2 separate regions of the Rattus norvegicus genome follow, and region 2 is linked to region 1. A link is a contact called in public Hi-C data. All regions are on one chromosome and are shown on one strand. Each heading gives the region's core, a stretch centred on a gene start, on an enhancer-like site or on the middle of the called end of the contact. The rest is flanking DNA. Distances are from core to core; before and after follow the strand shown. Region 1 overlaps LOC134479730 (a long non-coding RNA gene). Region 2 has its middle 210 kb from the start of Has2.

Evidence for each region. A called contact is a pair of places that touch in the nucleus more often than the background predicts.
Region 2: a contact with region 1 is called in a Hi-C map of Schwann cells, with 2.8 times the contacts expected there. The contact joins two enhancer-like sites. A contact is called at or near these places in 2 of 12 Hi-C or Micro-C datasets (the A7r5 cell line and Schwann cells).

What each region holds. Positions count from the first base shown.
Region 1 is chr7:89,814,475-89,818,385 of GRCr8, forward strand. LOC134479730 (a long non-coding RNA gene) reads right to left here. Exons shown (of 5, transcript XR_010053398.1): 2 at 516-579. Among named protein-coding and RNA genes, the nearest start is that of Has2, 210 kb to the right of the region's middle. Within about 2 kb of position 1,952, at least 1 of the 93 cell types and tissues checked has an H3K27ac peak or open chromatin away from gene starts, as enhancers often do. A contact at or near this core is called in Schwann cells, where this site is marked.
Region 2 is chr7:90,233,723-90,237,633 of GRCr8, forward strand. No RefSeq gene overlaps it. Among named protein-coding and RNA genes, the nearest start is that of Has2, 210 kb to the left of the region's middle. Within about 2 kb of position 1,744, at least 9 of the 93 cell types and tissues checked have an H3K27ac peak or open chromatin away from gene starts, as enhancers often do. A contact at or near this core is called in Schwann cells, where this site is marked.

The DNA.
Region 1 (3,911 bases), core at 702-3,201:
TAGTTATTGCAAATACCAGCTGTAATTTGTGAGGCATCATTTAGCATACATGACATGGACTATTTCCTTCTTAAAGACACTCAGCAAAGTAAACACTTTAACTATCCCCACTTTAGATACATGTAAAGTAGGTTTTTGGTGAATTCTTCGAACTGATTGAAGTGCTAAATCTTTTGGTTTATTAAGTTATAACATTAAACAAATCTGACTCTGGCTCCTGGGCTTGGAATTCCTTTCTCATTTAAATTCTCTTCTCAAGACTGTTACTTCCAGTTGTGAACACATGGTTTGCCGAGGCCAGGCTCCAATAGACAGCTTTAATGGGGTGCCCACACAAAGTGTCCTGGTTAATCTAAATAGGTCACAAAGGAAAACTAAACCCATAATGGATTTGTAAGTAGGATGGCAGGCTGCTTAGGATGGAAGAGAGTTAAAAGAGACAGAGGCCAATAATTAGAATGCATTTTCTACATTTATGAAATTGTCAAAAAGATAAAAAAATCAGTTTATACTACCTTCATTTCAGTTCTGTGGGAATCTTCCTTGTTCATGTACACAGTATAACAACAATAATATCACCTATAACAATAATGATACAGCAAGATCACACAGGCAGGAAATTAAATACTTGAAAGTGTTTTAGGTATTAGTACTCATTCAACAAATAATTGTAAGCAGCTACTGCGCAAACAGCAATTGCCAGGCTGGTTTTCAAACAGCTCAACATTTTCATACAAACCCTGTGGATACAGCATGTGTGCTGAACGTCAGAACTGTTCTTTATGACACCCAAGTCAAAAAGTTAGCAACATATCCAAACTATTTTTGTTTTCTTTAATAACTCTGTCAATCATCTGTGAATGTATATAAATATTTTTGAATTAGTATATGCATCATCGTCCTGTACATCTGGGGTAACATGGGCCATATGTTTATTCTCAACTGACTTGTCGTTTTGATTTTGGATCGCAGTCTCAAGTTTCAAAGGTTGTTCATTATGCTGTGAGCTTGCGTGATTTCACATCACTGAGATTCCTCACAATGGCAGATGGTACCTACACACTTAACAATATCTTTCTAGGTCTTGGTCCTCACGTGTTCCTAATCTGAGGAATCACGATATTTTTTTGAGACTCTTTTTCAAAACATTAGGTGTTTTGTAGGTAATGCTAAACATCTGTCTGAAAGTGGAATAAAGAAAGGAAGCATGAGGATGTATTCAAGTATCCAGATGTTTGGCATTAGATAGCTAAGTTCCTAGTCCTCTTCAAGATAGTTACAGACTTAGAATATGTGTCTCTTCTGCCTTCCTTTCTCTGAGAGTACAAGAGCATAATAAGACTTGGGAATGATAAATCAGCATGTCCTGATGTCAGCACATCTGTAGAGGTGAAGGGATTCAGTTTTTGTCCTCTGGCTCTGAAACAGTAAGATGATTTCCCCCTAGTGACTTATAATGGCGGAGAAGGAAAATTGGGCTTCCAGAAAGGAAGCCTCCAAGAGTGCTTTGCAACCAGACAGGGGCCTTGCTGTTATTGTGGGTGTTGTAAAGTTAGGACATCCTGTGGTTTGGTATGGATTAGAGAAAGTGGTCAGGAAGAAATATTAAGGAAGTGCTCTCTAAAGTTTTTTTATCCCTCAAATGAGGCCATAATTGTCTAACTTGTAAATGGCCACAGTACTTCCGCAGTGTAGTGCATACGACATCTTACAAGATAAATTAGCTACAACATTTGGATAATGAGAGAAAAGGGCCATTATAATATTACACACAATGAGCAAAGTTCTGCAGTTTCTAATTAAGTGCCCAAGTCAGTTGTACAATGAACCATTTGTTGAGCTTCTAAAATATAATTTGCAATCTTTTAAAAATGACTCAGGGCCATACGGCAAACCAAAGACATTCATGCTGGGCACATGGATTGCATTATCATAGCTCAAGGCGCACTTGCCCCTACATCGGCTGGGCCTGACCACCTGGGACAAGTGGAAGCCGGACACCAGGTGGTTTGACAAGAGAGACACTTATTTGCCTTACCTGGCAGTGATCCAAGTGTCACCCTGACTAAAATTCCTAATATAGCTTAGCTCCTATGTGGGATATGGCACATTCTGACTTTGAAATGTTTGAGACACGGAGCGGGGAAAAATCCCAGTGGGGCCTACGCAGCTATGTATATTTTAATAAAGATTTCCAGGGTCAGGCTGTGGAATAACTACTTCCCAGGTTTTCCCTTCAAGAAGAGGTTTGAAACCCTACTCTGACATGGATATATAACTGAAGAACAGATAAACACATATTTTGATTGCTTTAATTATTCTAAGTTATTTAAATTTCTTTTCTTTTTTTCCTTTTAAATTTGGATCTGCCTGAAAACTTCTCTCGGAAACAAAAAATAATGGCTTAAAGGTCCACAAAAGCCTCAGGAGGCTGCTTGGACAGTTAACCTCTCTTACAAAACATTTTGATGAGTCATGTGTAAATGAATCAAGTATATTAAAGCCAAATATTTCTTGACAAACAAAAGCTTAATAAAAGGGGTTAAATGTTGGGAAAAGAAAAATGGAAGACTTCAGGGAAGAAACCATTCGTTTTGCTGATCACAAAATGATATTCTAATGTCTCCTAGAGAGAAGTGTTTTATGATACATGAATGCAACCGGTACTTGATTCTTCCAACATATTCAGTGATCCAGCACAGAATTTAGAGATAACATTTGGTTTAATTGTTCATACATATTTGTACAAAGAAACTTGAATGCTATAACAGCATATGGCACCACACGGTAAATGACACTTCCTATATTTGTGCCTCTCATGTTTACACAGAATGCTTCTGTGACTTGTGCTATAGTAATTAAAAACATAATCACCTGAGGACTTAAGGAGAGAGGGTTAAAGATCAGGAATGAAATTCTGCAAAAATGGTTAAAGGATGCTTAAAGTTAAATATAAGGACGCCACTGATTTACCGGTGCAGCAATGCACAATTAAGTCACCAGGAGAAAAATGATTGCAAGTACTATGAATCTGCATGATAATCTCAACTCACTAAAACATTCTGGGATCGTGGAAATGAAGTGGAAGATATACGTTTAGAAAATACGTTTAGATCGTGGTGTTGATTGGGGACAGTTAATTAAGCTCGGATAAATTGTGTTGCAAAACAGAACAGAGAGGGCTTGTTTAAAACACCATGCTGGTTATAAGGAACTAGGAATAAAGGGTTAAGTGATGGGATGATACTCAAGGAAAATGCCAATGGAGGTGGGAAAATGGCCATAAACTCTGAGATGGAATAGTAAGACCCAAATAAAGGCAAAGGAAATTTCCATTGACAGCAACAGTAGTCATACCCATTGGAAACAATTAAATCTTCATAATCTGCAGACTTTGGGACAGAGTCGCAGTGCAGAAGCATAATTTCCATTTCTACCATTGTATATCTGCTATGTTTGAGTAAGCAGATAACTTGTGTGACCTTAGTTTCCCCAACTGTCAAATGGAAATAAAAGCATAAGTCTCAATAATTGGTTTTATACATAATAGTTTTGAAAAGAATACCTAGAACATAATGACCGTGGTACCTCTAGTGCAATGCAAAGAGAATATACATGGTCATTTATCTCTAAAGCCCTTTTGCTGGGTACAAAATAACTATGCTTACTAAATGTATGCTTCCCTAGCAATACGTACTTCCCTGACTTCTAGCTACCCTTTGAAATGACACCATATGATAGACACCATCACTGATATTCTCCAAAACAGTTTAAAGAGCTTGCAAACTTTTGTTCACAGAGCAAGAAAGTCATGAAAGAGAGCAGCTGCACATGCGAAGTCCCATGTTCGAAACTTCTCAACACAGCTTTGTGCAAAGTCAGGTTTTCTTGATTTTCAAGAGAAATTTTTA
Region 2 (3,911 bases), core at 494-2,993, 420 kb after region 1:
ATGATCCTTTAACAAAGAATTCAGGAAGATGATGTGAACTCAGTTTTAAGTAATATTTTGTTACACTAGGACCACGTAAGGAAAACTGCTACACATGGACCAGAATGCACTGATTCCCACCCAGGAATATACATAGAGTCTGTGCCAGCCAAGGGTAGGATAGGGTGGAGCTGGCCCCAGCATCAGATTTACTAGATGTCTTTCCATTCTTTTTTTCAATTTGCTCATGATGCCTTCCCTGTCATCCATTTCTGCTCATTTTTTTCTAAGCGTCAATGTACCATGGTTTGGAAGAACTTCAACAGAGAATCACTGCTGACATGTTGACATCATAAACTTCATGCCTATCAGACAGAAGGTGGAACAGTCACCCTCACTCTCCTGTGTACAGCATCTGTCAGTCAACATTTCAAGGCAGCTTTCAGACCGTTATTAAATCAGCGACTCAAACATGCTGTTCCTGACTCGCCGAGGTTATTGTCATTCTGTGAATGCGGTTTTGTTGTCTTAGTTATGATGTGCTATCACTAGATATTTCCTTAGTCGATCAAATCTTTTTCATAAAGTTTACCTTCATAGGTAATCCCCACAATCCCAATAGATTGGTCGTGGCCTTGTCATTGTCATTTGCAAACCTCCCCTAAATTCTTCACATGGTAAAGAAAGTTTCTCCCAAACCAAGTCCCATGCAATTAAAGGCTGCAAAATGTGACAGTCATAGTCCACCATTTTTAATTCACTCCTCCTGGACAGAGCCAAACTTCATCAAGCCACTGAAGGAAGCAATACCTACCACAGTCAGGAAACTAACTGAGAAAATATATCTGTCAGAGCCTCTAGCCACCCAGAAGGAGTTAGGAAAATCTTAATCCTTAGTGAACCATGAAACCTGGGTCAGGCAGCTTACATCTGGGGATTTGTTTGCCTATGCAAATTCCGTCATAAATCACCTAATCTTCAGCGAAAAGGCCAGGGCAACAGCCGAGGTGCCAGCAGAACAGAGTTATCACCGGGTGACTAGGGTTCAGGATTCACGAGTGGATGACTCCATTGATGGCTTTAATCTTTAATGAAGTTAGCTGCTTTGACTCCCATTTGCCAGAGCCTAGCATATCAAATTCCCCTTGTTCTTGGCATTAGAGGACAGTGAGCTTAGAAGACAGCTATAACAGAGTCTGCTTGGTCCTAAGGATTTATTGTGAGAGGAAATTCTCCTATTTGGTACTTAACATTTTCTCTTTAACCCATCTGAATGACTTCAATTCCTGTTAATGCTCCCAAAGCTAGTTTTGGTGGGAGGCATGGTGGCAGGGGGTCAGAGGATAAGCCACCTTTGCCTGTAATCGCTGACCATGGCGTTGTGTTTCACACACTGTTGCCAAATCCTCCGGAGACATTCCACTGCTCACGTCATCAGTTTCCCGTTGCCTTGGTGAGGAGTCACAACATGTGTTTCTTGACAAAATCCTTTCTGTTCTAGGAATATTTAATGGCTTCTCTCTCTTTCTCAGGACTCCAACTAGCATTACAGGGGTACAAAAAGATAGGAGATTTTAAGAGAGAGACTAACAAGCCAAGGACAAGAGGGAGAGCCAGACGAAGAGCACACCTAAGGAGAAATGCCGGAGGTAGCATCCCAGCCTGTCTTTTCTGTGCATGGAAGCAAACCTAGGGCTAGACTCATGCTCCATCTGTCTCTGACTCACTCGTTATTCAAGCTATTTCCCCTCTGCAAGTCTCAGTTTGCTCAGAAATACAAGAGAAAATCCTTGTTCTTGTGAGCATGCACATGGATACACACACACAGACACACACACAGGGTGGAGAGAGAGAGAGAGAGAGAGAGAGAGAGAGAGAGAGAGAGAGAGAGAGAGAGAGAGAGAGAGAGAGAGAGAGATATTTAAAGAAGGGAAAAATGGAGAAAATTTCTGAAGAGTTATTGAATCAAATATGTGAATCTGGTTGTGGGAAGATAAGAAAGTGCCAGGTCCCTAGATGCTACCTAATATTCATGATGCTATCATCTCCCTTGCTGCATCAGTCCATTCGGGCTGTGATCTTTCCTGTAGCACATTCTATTTGTGTGACTTTAAACAACTAAGTTAATCTGCAAGTGTCATTTTTCTCATTGTAAATCAGGGATAACATTCACGTCGCCATGAGTCTCCCAGTGTTACTATGGAGAGATGAGCCAAAAAAAGGTGTGAAATGAAATGAGTTGAGACACGAAGTCTTTATTCTAACTTCAGCAAAGGAATTTTATCATCCCTAGACCCCAAGCTCCTAGACCACAGGCACCTGAACTCCTGTGTCCTTCTACCGAGGAAGGTTCTAGAAACAGCTAGTCACCAAGAAACTTTATGTTGTTCTTCAAGGGAAGCAATCCGGTAAATTACTTAAATAGGAAGGCTGGGGAGACATTGTGTAGATTTGGTGTTTTCATCTCTGAAATGTCTAGCTTAGGTAACCTTTGTGCTTTACTACACTGCAGTTCTTTTTTTCTTATTGGAAAACTCCCAGATGAATTTTAGAGCATCAGTGAGATGGCGCACAGGAAGACCTGAGAGAAGTACAAGCGTGGCGTGTGTTCATAGTACTTGCTGGCACCGTAAATTAGCCCTTCCCAGCCCCAGCCCAATTTGCATCTTTTTCTCCAAGGATCATCTGCAAGGAGAAGTTTGTCTCTGGGGTTCAGGCATGAGTAGTCATGTTGATAATTATCTCTGAGCTTGCCTACCAGGATTTGCCTCATCTCCAGACCCCCTTTGGTCCTAGAGTTTCAAAAGTTAATTGCTCTAAATTTCCCTAAGCCAATTTGGCTGATCTTAATTTTAAGGGTTTAATTTTTTTCCTTTTTTTTTTTGAGAGCCTTTGGGATATATGACTGTAGTAGTCTTCTGTTTAGCATGTTACTTACTAGTTTAAATTGAAAACATGCAAAACTGAGGCAACATGCACGTACTCATATTTATATTTATTAAAAAAAAGCATGAAGTAGTAAGAAGAGCATGTAACATACTGGGGAAGAGGACATAGGTAGATTTCTAGAATATCCCTCACCAGCCAGACTAGTCAGTAAATAAGTGCTGGGTTCACTGACAGTCCTTTTGCAAAAATTGAGGTGAGAGAAGGCTTTGTGGTTAAAAATGCATGCTGGTTTGACAATGGTCACATTGTTAGTTATGAGCACAAAAGTTTGGCAGTTCATTATTGCCTGTAACTTGAGTAGATGTAACACTGCTTGCCTCTGTAAGCACCTGTTCTTACATGCTCATATACTGAAACCATGCACGATCACGTATTTTAAAATCATTTTAATTCTATTTATAAATATAAATATCTTATTTAGAAACAGGTCAAGAGACATAGATATCAGATATCGACTTCTCCCTTTCATACTAATGTGCACAGAAAGACACACATGCATGTACACACACCCCACATACAAAATTAAAATAAAAACTGTGAGCTGATTGACAGGAATCTTGTTTCTGCAGCTTTTAATGACACCACCAGCCATCCCAGGCCTACTTCCTGACGTCCTGTGTGAAGTGTTATGTCAGTCACTTGGAGACTACAGTTATCAACTTGCCTCATTATTCTCTGCTCATCTAGGATGAAACCATGTTCTCCTGTCAATTATGCTGATATTTGACCAGCTATATGTGAGATAACCATGATTCTAGATACTATTTTGTGTTAGAACCATTCACAATTTAATGACTGATATATTCATATATAAGTAACATTTCTGTATTGAAATTTTTGATGCTTGTCACATCAATTCTCTCTCTCTCTCTCTCTGTCTCTCTCTCAAAACATTTTATTGGATATTTTTTGTATTTACCTTTCAAATGTTATCCTCTTTCCCCCTCCCATTCCACCTCCTTCTGCTTCTAAAAAGATGCTCC